Regions from separate parts of the Mus musculus genome. Here all the other regions are linked to region 2. Evidence: chromatin contacts called from public promoter capture Hi-C data. All regions are on one chromosome and are shown on one strand. The core of a region is the stretch at or near the end of the contact, and the rest is flanking DNA. Distances in the headings are between cores, read along the strand shown.

The links. Capture Hi-C pulls out chosen DNA fragments and counts their contacts.
Region 1: a contact with region 2 is called in a promoter capture Hi-C map of adipose tissue. The contact joins the promoter of Dixdc1 here to the promoter of Colca2 in region 2. A contact is called at or near these places in 1 of 15 datasets of contacts at CTCF or cohesin (large pre-B cells), 3 of 115 datasets of contacts at active chromatin or transcription factors (embryonic stem cells, pancreatic cancer cells and stem cell-derived neural progenitor cells) and 1 of 9 other capture datasets (adipose tissue).
Region 3: a contact with region 2 is called in a promoter capture Hi-C map of liver, with 4 times the contacts expected there. The contact joins the promoter of Arhgap20os here to the promoter of Colca2 in region 2. A contact is called at or near these places in 11 of 39 promoter capture datasets (the 3T3-L1 cell line, embryonic stem cells, frontonasal cranial neural crest and 6 more), 5 of 115 datasets of contacts at active chromatin or transcription factors (double positive thymocytes, embryonic fibroblasts, embryonic forebrain and 2 more) and 1 of 9 other capture datasets (liver).

What each region holds. Positions count from the first base shown.
Region 1 is chr9:50,726,668-50,729,983 of GRCm38.p6, forward strand. Dixdc1 (DIX domain containing 1) reads right to left here and starts at 1,317. Exons shown (of 20, transcript NM_001374656.1): 1 at 1,119-1,317. The coding sequence starts at 1,178.
Region 2 is chr9:51,277,252-51,280,813 of GRCm38.p6, forward strand. Colca2 (COLCA2 homolog) reads right to left here and starts at 1,303. Exons shown (of 5, transcript NM_001195681.1): 1 at 1,089-1,303; 2 at 345-439. The coding sequence starts at 404. Gm32819 (a long non-coding RNA gene) reads left to right here. Exons shown (of 9, transcript XR_003948163.1): 3 at 100-141; 4 at 287-3,562.
Region 3 is chr9:51,873,997-51,877,364 of GRCm38.p6, forward strand. It overlaps Arhgap20os (Rho GTPase activating protein 20, opposite strand), which reads right to left and starts at 1,889. Exons shown (of 4, transcript NR_033560.1): 1 at 1,707-1,889.

The DNA of each region.
Region 1 (3,316 bases), core at 67-2,566, 550 kb before region 2:
AGAGAATGGGTTTAGGATGTAGCTCAGTGATCAAGCCCCTAGTCATACTGCAAGGTCCTAGTTTCAGTCACCCCTGCACACAGGGCTGTTTATATTATCTGACTAAAAACTGATTCTAAAAACACAAGGGCTGTTGTAAAGGGTGGAGGAGTGGAGTACTGGTAAAACACCTTGGTAGCATCCCCAAGGCCCCCACCACACACACACACACACACACACACACACACACACACACACAATCTGAAATTTAAGAAACCCATAGAGAAGGGAAAGGTGAACTGAGGGAAAAGGCAGGAAGCCATGACCAATAGCTTATGCCTTTGCGGCTGCAGGCCTAAAGCAACCAAAGGATGACTGAGGAGCAAACAAGAGTAGCCTGAGTCACAAAAGAAGCAAATGGAAGAGGTAACAGAATTCTGAGAGAAACTTTTGAAGAGAAAACAGAGCCTGCTTGGGTCAATCCTGGCCCACCTTTCCTGTCAGGTTGCAGCTCCCCACCACAGTTCTCACAGAAGGGAATCACACTAATATTAGCTCCTGAAACTGGGCCTGAGGCCCAGGTTGGTCCTCTCAGCCAACCTTGTCCTCCTCAGTGGTGGAGAAATCTAATGTGCATGATTCAGGAAATTCGCACGTGGATGTGCAGGATTCAGGAAATTCACCCCTCATGTGGACCACCCACAGTCTCCTACCCTCTTTCAAACTTTCTACCAATGCCACGCCACCGCACCCCTCCCGTGACTCATCCGCTTAGCGCCTGAAATAGAGCTCTGCCGCATCTGTTCAGGGCTTCCCTCTAGGATGTCCCTGGAGAGTCCCTGGGAGGCGTGGGGACCACCTTTTCGGCAAGAAGATGCCTTCTGAGTCCGTAGTCCTGCCTGCCCTTCCCACCTCGGGAAGGTACTCAATCCCTCCAGTTTAGAGGAGGCCCACCGCCTTTCTGATGTCCTCGGGTTGATGCATCTGCACCACACCTACCTCCTTGACTCTACCACCCAGGCTCTTAAATGGGCTCCCCGGGAGGATGCCCCTCACCGCCCCCCAGGATTCCCTTCGGGAGATTAGGCGGGAGGCGCGGGGTGACCGGGAGCTGGGGGTGGGAGGAGCAGGGCAGTTACCTCATTGAAGCCCTCTTGCAGGACGTCCAGTAAGTTCCCGCGGGTCAAGCAGGCTAGCATTGTTCCTGCCGCGGGGCTTCCCGGGTGGGGTCACGCCACCGTCTCTTCCCTCTGTACACAAAGGCGATCAGCTCAGCTCCCTGGGAGCTCTCTGGAGTCCCGCATGCCACTTACTGGAAACCTAGACCCGAGCCAAACTAGCGGCTTGCACTGGGCATGCTCGCGCGCGGGCTGCAGCCGGAGGGGCCCGGCGCTGTGCTGGTTCCTATAGAAACAGCAGGGCGCGCGCTGCGCACAGGCAAGAGGCGCTAGCAGGCAGCCCCGGGTCTCCAGGGAGTGCGGGGAAGCCGTGGGCGCGCACGCAGGCTCCGCACGGGTGCTCGCAACGAGCATTCACACACGCGTGAGCACACACACACATCCGCGCTGACACAAGCGGGCTTGCCAGCCTGAGCATATGCCTGCAATCACTACACTGCACGTTTGGAGGCGGGCGTCCCCGAGCGTGTGCACGCACATACACGCACATACACACACACACACACACACACACGCACACGCACACGCACACGCACGTACACACACACACACACACACACGTATGTAGTCACTTTGCTCATTTAAGGCTGCAAGCACCTCATCACAAGGTGGGTGGGGAAAGGAGTGAGTCACAGGATTACCCCACCCACCCCTTACTCCATTCTCCAGACTAACAGCAACCTTTTTCCACGCAGGGCTTGAGAGTGAGACAACCAGCAACCTTTTCCCACTCGGGGTTGGAGAATGAAGCAATTTAAATAAGAGGAAATAGAATGACAAGAAATAACAATAAAAAGGGGCCAGAGGAGAGAGGCTGGGGCTGGGGCTCTGTAAGTAACTGTAGACTATAAGTAACTGAACAGCGCTAAACAAATCATACCATCATAATAGAAACGTCAGAGGCACACCAAGGATCTTCTATCTTTTTTACAAAATAAATGCTAAGGGGTAAGATTGGGCACGATGGCTCAGGGGATAAAGGCTCTTGTAAAAGCTTGACACCTGAGTTCAATCCTGGAGCCATGCAAAGGTGGAAAGGGAGAACTCACATCTCTCGGGCACAGGCACACATTACGCTCACCCCCCCCACACACACACTAATTAATTGGTTTTATAATAAAATAATTTCTAAGAGCCAGCATGGGGGTATACACCTATCATATGCATGCACATACACGCGCGCGTGCGCGCGCGCGCACACACACACACACACACACACACACACCAGATCAACACTCTAGAGGTTCTAAGTCCAAAGCTAGCCTGGTCTATATAGCAAGTTCCAGGTCAGCCACATATAGTTCCAGACCATATAGATGAGACCTGCTCTTGAAAGAAAGAAGGAAAGAAAGGAACACATACTTTATAAGTGAGTTTTAAAATAAAGCACCAAGAATGCCCTTGTACATTGTCAGGTAAAAGCATCCACCCTTGGGTGTAACAGAGCCTCTTTCTCGTGTGGCCTGGCTGAGGTCACAGCTCTGATGTTTATTTTTAAGAACACTAGTCATTTGCATGCTTGGACTAAGTGATCTTAAAAAAGAAAGAAAGAATGAGAGAAAGAAAGTCCATTTTACATTCCATCTTGTGATCCTAGACAAAAGGGAGAAATTACAGTGTTAAGACCCAGAGGAGATCAGAGCCTTGTCCAAGGACACAGCTGGTCAGGGACACGCAACTCAATAATCAAGGAATTACAAACCATTTTCTAGCCATCCTGTATCTCCCTCAGACTCCATTAGGACCTCAGCAAGAAAAGTCTATAATGAGCCTACTAAATCATATTTAACCCAATGGCCTCCTCCTCGGGTCACTAGGGGATAAGAAAACCCTTACTTGGGGCAGCCTGACTAGATATCTAAAGCTGCTAAACACAAAGTTCTTCTGGGGAAGAAAAAACAAACAAAGTGCCTTTGACCACAAGAAGCAGGAAGCTGAGTGTCAGCCTGCCCTGAGCTGGTCGCTCAGCTGGTTAAATCCTGACTGTTCCACTCAGGCTGAAGCCAGAGGAAAGCAGTAATACCAAGTGAAACCGATCCTGAGCGCTCTGCAAGTCAGAGACCTCTCTGTCCTCCACCAGCTAGCCAGGGTGGTTCACCAAGACTCTCTACTGTTCCTTCAGTCCAAGGCAAAATACCACCAGGAGACTCACTAACCCA
Region 2 (3,562 bases), core at 53-2,552:
GAGATAATTTTTTTTCAATGAGTTTGTTGGGGCTGTATCTATACTCTCTTAACACTATAAAAACATATTTAACCTGTTGGCTGCCTCTCTTCCTTGCAGAGGACCAAGAAGCCTTCCCCACTCAGCTATGAGCAGTGAGAGGTGAGCCTCCCACAGTCCTGAGCCCTACACCATGTCCCACAGGTTTTGGTGGCTGCCTATGGTGACCTGGGAAGTTGGGGACAGATGTAAGAATCCCTGAACAGGGCTGTGCTTATGGGTGGCCTCTGCATCTTCCCTGACACAGGGCTGAACGAAGCCTTCGATGGACTGGGAGGGACAGAGACGGAGAGGGTGGTGCTTACGTTTGCCCCTGAGGTGGCCTGGTGTGCCCTTCTTTGCTGCAGAAGCTCTTTCACGGTCATCTTCACACGGACGCCTTGATACACCTTAGGTTTTTCTGGGGAGAGGCAACAGGGTTAGTGGTCAGTTTCAAAGCTTGGGTGTCAAGGGGATACAGTGAGGGTTCCCTTGGTAAGGCTAGGATACCCAAGGCCAAGTTTCTACCTTTGCAGAACACACGAAGAGAATGAAAAAAGAAAAAGAAAAGAAAAAAAAAGAAGAAGAAGAAAAAGAAAGAAAAGATAACGTTAAAAAATACCCACATTTCTCAAACTAGAAAAGGTTAAGCACAGGCAGGTGCTTCAGGGTCCTAGTGGGAACAGTATCTGTGGGCATCTATGAAATTATTCATCCCTAGCTGGGCCCCATCCTCAGGACAGTACCAGCTGTTCTGCTCTGGAATGTGGAGGGAGGTCAAACAAGCCTGCTATTTTGGCTACGATATTAAATCTGGGGTTCCGGCTCAGCTTGTGGATCTGGGGTGCTCTCTGTTTCCAACTGATCTCGCGGACCTCACCATAATGTGAACAACAGCCCCTCTCCCCATGCCCCCCGCCCCACTGTATTCCTCTATCAATCCAGGCATGGCTTCTGGGGAAGTACAACCTTTATTTGTGGTGCCCTTGGTCTGGAAGCAAGCCCTGAAACAAGCGACAAGCTACAGGGGTCGGGGCAGTCAGTCTGTCCTGGCCCTGTTAAGGACTTACTGCACTGACCCCAGAAAAGGAGCCAAGATCGGGAAATAGTCTCCTGTCGGTCCTTTCTCTTTTTCAAAAATGTCTTTTCTTCCTCACCCCCTTCCTCCCTCTAGTCTCCGACTCTGTCGCTCTCTTCATCTCTTCCCACCCCCTCCCTTTCCGGTGCAGGCTTTTGGAGAACTGAGCTGTGGAGAGTTCTCCAGCAAGAGCTGCAGCTCTGGAGTAATGGCATCCCGAGGCTCCCTAGGACCGCGCAGTCGCCTAGAGGCAGCCCTCCGGAAGGGGCCGCCCCTGAGCCGGCAGAGCTGGGCCGGGAGACCTGGGAGAGCCCAAGTAGCCGGCTGTGCTAGGCGGGGGTCGGCTGGGAGGGACCGGTGACCGCCTGGGGTCCCGGCAGAGCGCAGTGAGTAGGTCTGACTGGTTGTTAGGCCAGGCTAGACCCGGCAGAGGCACTTTCCGAATAGAGTTTGACTTAGAAGCCCAGTGTGACTCCCACCCGACCTTGACCCTGGAGAGAGCGCTTATTAGAATCACGGGGAGGGGCGGAGCACAGTGGCCCCTGGCCTAGGCGTTTGGAGACAGTGCCAGGCCACCAGCGCCTCGCCTGGTTAGTGTAGGGACCGCGGCTGGACAGCAGGGAGACCCCCACCCACGAGCCAGATCCTGAAAGTTAGGATCCCTAAGGAAAGTTAGTGCGCTGTTCTTCCCGGTCCTGGGCATCGGTTTGTCTTGCTGCAGTGCCAGGACGCGCCCACTCCGCTCCAGTCTCCTTTCCTCCCATCCCCACTGTCTGGGTCGGCTCTGGGATCTGCAGGCAGCGCGGGCGCGCCTCGGGGTCCACGCGGGACCAGCCCCAGCCCAGTTCCCTGCCGGGTGCGTCCTGCTCCAGTCCAGGGCTCACCGTGAGCCTCTAGCTCCCCCGCGCCGCCGCTTCTGGGCTCACAAGGTCGGCGCCTCCAAATTCCCAGGACTCCAAGGTGGAAAAGTGAAAGGGCAGGCAGGGGCGTGGGGGACTCGATTGTCCGGAGTGGCCTTATGGGTCTCTGGGCCTCTGCTCTGGGGGGCAGTCACCCAGAGGGACCCGACACAGCGGGATCGCGTCCTCTCTGGATCCATGCCCGGCCCTGACTATTATTCCCTGACTTTGTGCCTCTCTGTTATACGCAGGAAAAGCAGAGGAAATACACTCGGATCCAAGTGCCCCTGGCCCTCATGACCCGACCCCTGGAAAAGCATCTGAGTTACCCGACATCCTGGTCAGCAGGAGCTGGGCTGGAGACTGGATGCTGCAGCTTCAGAGACTCAGCACCTAGGAAGGCTCCTGTGCAGGGAGAAAGGCAGAGATGCGACATTTTTAAAGTTTCACAAAACACGAGGCAGCACCCAGGTCCCTGGATCAGGAGACACACAGAATTAATGTTTTATACCTTCGGGTATAGGTTTGAGTTTTTTCCCCCTCATGCCAAGTATTTAAAACCTCTAGAAACCCATGATTTGACAATCAATGATTGCGCGATACTTTCAATTTGAATATTCAAAGGCTTAACAAAATGGACTATCTTCTGCAGAAATCCTGCACACAGGCACCTCACAGAGAGTCCAGAGAAACAGAGAGGGAGATCCCTTTGGGTCCTGACCCTTGCTTTTCTCCTATTTTAAACATTTTGTCCACCTGCCCACAGGCAGAGCAGGTGTCCTCAAAGATGCTCTATGTTAGTGCCTCAAAGGCTGCCCTGAAGTCCCCACTGACCTAGGCTGTTCCCTGTGGACCACCTGAACCAGGTTGGACAGCCACATTGAATCTCTCTTGTCCACTCTCCATTTTAAGGGGAAATGGCAGGTTTTGGGGAATGAACATGGCAGACAGAGGGTGTGGCACAGCAAAGAGCCACTTTGGGCCCAGGCTGCAGGTCAGAGGACGGCAGAGGCCAAAACTTTGTGCTTTGTATCCCTCTGGCCCTGCCTGGCCACAAGGCTTGCCTGTCCAGTCTGCATCCTCCCTCCTGCTAGGTCACAGACACTGGGCTTCCAGCAAGCAGTCCTTAAACATCAGCGCTCTTTGCTCTTTGGAGCTGTAGACCAGCACAGCTTCCTTGACCCACCTGAGATTCCTTTAGGCCAGGTTTCCACTGCTGCATTGTGGCAATCCCTATTCCTATGTTTTGGCTTGTTTTTAATTCCTCGAACCCCAGACTTTTTACCTCATAGAACTCCTGCTTCCTTTAGAGGAAGGGCATGGTTTTTTCTTTCTTTCTTTCTTTTGAAGGCTCTGAGGAGAGAGGTAGGAGGAATTTGGAACCAACCTGTCTTCTTGGATCCCTCATGAATATGAGTAACTCCGACCCATGCTGATGTGTATTTTGGAAGCTCTGCCTGAGTTGCTCTCTGTCCTGTGATTTGAAGGATGAAGAGACTGGAGTGATATGGAATGTCAGGTCAAGATGTCACAGGGGGACAGAAGGGTCCCCTTTGCAAATAACTAG
Region 3 (3,368 bases), core at 639-3,138, 600 kb after region 2:
CTCACAACACTGTGCTCATATACAACACAAGCATTAAAAGTCTGGGAGAAGTGCCGGAGGGAATCAGTGAACCTTTCCTTGCAACTCCGTCCCAGGAGATCTATACTTCAAGATCAAAATTAAAACCCAAAACAGATACATGTTTGTGAAAAATAAACACATAGCAAGAAAAGCCTTCCATGAGTCTCCACTTTTCAAAAGACAAAAATACTGATTTATTTGTTACACACTCAAGGCCCTACATGATGAGCCCTTGATGTCTGTGTCCAGTTCATCACCCTTAGACTTGACATTCATGCTTTCGTTGGGTCTTGAGAACCCACACACTAAAACACAGCTCTAAGCAAAACAGATAAGGTGCCTGCAACCAAAAACCTGAGAGAGCCAGTTAAGCAGTTTGTGCTTCCCTGCACTTGGGATCCACCACTCTCCCCCATGCTATCACATCATTCAATCATAAACAAACATTCCCCCAAGCACTTCCCTGTGCCCTGCCGCAGCTGCGCTGGAGTTACAGCTGTGACCCACAAAGCAGGGCCTCTGCCCCAGGAGTCTCACATCAATGATCCAAAACCAGATGGGAAAACACAGGAGGAGGAGGTTTAAGGGTGTGAGCCAGGCAGTGGATTAGGCTAGTGGGCCAAGCAAGCATCCCTCCAGCTGGCGTTCTCTAAACGCATACCCAGATGACAAGAAAGGACTTGACATAAGGGAAGAAGTGGGTTCAAGGCTTAAGAAGGGAAATGTTTGACCTTGTTAGGGAGTTATTGTGAGGCAGAGGAGGAAGAGGTAATAAAAGTGGAGAGAATCAGAAAGGTGCGCAGGAGCGGGTTGCAAAAGGGCTCCGGTTATCCGGAAGGCGTAGATGCGGCTTGCATGTAGCCACGCGGGACGCGGCTTGATCAGGAGAGTAGACTCAGAGAAAACGTACTGCCACAGTACTGAACACGAGTGGGGGTTGGGTGAGGAAGAGAGAAGCTAGAGTCCAGAGAAGCCAGGGGTTCTAAAGAGTCTCCATGTGGCCCTGTTCTCCCTCGCCCCGACGTTAAGGTTTCTGGTTTATGTCTTGCCTTCCTGACTGGACAGGTGCTGACAGAGCAGAGGGACAGTGTAGTATTCCTTCTTGGTTCCCTCGCGCCCACGAAGTTTATAAATTAATTGCTCGTGTTCAGCTTGGGGAGAAAGGAATGGAGATCGAGGAAGGTTTTAGAAAGTAAATGACATTTGAGGTAAACCACTAAGGAGGGGGAAATTAGACACATGGGACTCGGGAGGGTGGAGAGGGCAGTGTGTTGAAATGGGGGGGGGCGTGGGGAGAGAAGACGGGGATGTGGGGGTGAGCACAGCAATGCTGGGATCTGCTGAGGCCGAGCCTCAGAAAAGGTAAATTGGAAAGACTAGAAAGCTGGATTAGGGTGGGATTAGGGCAGTTTCTTAAATGCTTTTTTTAATCTAAGGACAGAAGAGTGCTACTACTCGTTTTCCAGCAGAGGAATGAGGGGGAAAAAATAAATCCTATAAGAAACTTAAAATGAAGCTGCTGGAATAAGGAAGGATAAGAACCAGGAAAGGCAAGAATAAGTGAGTTCAGGATAAGGGTGGCGGTGAGTCACCTGGAACAGCCGCCGCTCTTCCCCCGGAGCAAAGCATGACCTTTCTGAAAGCCTGCAATCATGCCATTACAGGATATTTATCTGTGGACTTACAGCGACAGCAAGTCGCCACGACTTGTACCTGCTCCGTGTACGCTGCGACAGCTGAGTAGACTGTATGGTGATTTACAGCAGCAGAGTCTAGAAATCCAAGTGGGGCACGGGCACGGGCACGGGCACGGGCACGGGCACGGGGGAGCGTCCTTGCCGCATGCTCAAACCGCACAAACTCAAGAGAAAGGAGGCGAGCCCTTCAGCTCTTTTATAAGGGCTCTAACTCCAGTCACGGTGAAGGGAGCCCTTGTTGTCCAATCTTCTCAGAAGGGCCTCACCTGTTGAAAGTACCGGTTCGCCATTAAAGTTTAGCACCTGTGTTTGGGCAGACACGCCCTTGTTTAAGCCATAGCATTTCTGAAAGTGCGTATTCCAAATGAAGTGCTCACCATCCAGCACCTGAGAAAATTAGAAAGGGCTAAGAGGCAACATCAGAAGGCAGACCAGGGGCAGGTGAGAGGCAGGGGGCAAAACAAGCTTGGCTGTGAGGAGGTGTTTGTGTTCTCTTTGCATTTTTCTTCTTGTGGTCTAGTTGCCATCCACGTGCAGCATTGGTTGTTTTTCCATGAAGATGCTCAGCTGATTTACTCCCTGCCAGCTGTTGCTGAGTGCTTCCTCCATCACAGGGCACCTCTCTCCCACAGTGCTTGGAGCACTGGTGGGGAACAGAGCTCTGCCTCAGGTTCCTCTCTGCCCTCCATTCCATCACCATCTCTTCCTGCCCTTGTCCGTGTATACAGCCTGAGCCTCAGAAGAAGGACAGGAGCTGATGGTTAACATGCAAAATATGTTTTTCTAACATAATCTATATTCATAGAAAGTTTATAAGATAGTCGAAATTATGGTTCCCATTTCACAGATGGCAAAGCTGACAGGCAGCTAACACACATATGGGTGGTGGATCTGACCCAGGTCAGTGACCCTAAACACAGATCATCAGTATTGCTTTTATAACCCTAAAGATATAGGAAGGTGTTCACTTAAAACTAGCTCCACAACATCGCTAGAGACCCAGCAGAAAACCCTGTCACTCCATCTCTACCTGAAACTAATGTGCCCTCTTCTGTATGCTTAACCTTCTACCCACACAAAGTTACAGTTTCTAAAATTCACATACCGTGACAACAAATGTATCCATTTAATTAACTTATTTTGGAAATCTCTTTTTAGGAAAACACTACATGAGTGGATATTTTGGTCTTTTCTAGTGCCCTGTTATTTCAATATATATATATATTGAATATGTGTATATATTTACACATATATAAAATACATATTATACATGTATATAATACACATATGTATATATACATATACACATATACATATATATTCTAGTATTTGATACATGTGTCATGTGAAATACTTTTAAGATACAGACTTAAAAATGGGACTTCTCAGTGTTTGGGGTTTTATTATTATTGGTTTGTTTGTTTTGTTTCCTGGTTTTTTTGTTTGTTTGGTTTGGTTTTGATTTTTTTTGAAACAGTGTCTTATGGCTGGCTTTGACAATTCCTCAGTAGCAGAGGCGGTCTTTGAACTCCCGTTCCTGCCGTTTCTCCCTCCTAAGTGTGGGGGGTAAGAGCTGTTTACTCTGGGTTGAGACACCGGAGTGTGATGAGGCATTCTCTACACCTTTGAAATATTTCATAATTAAAACGT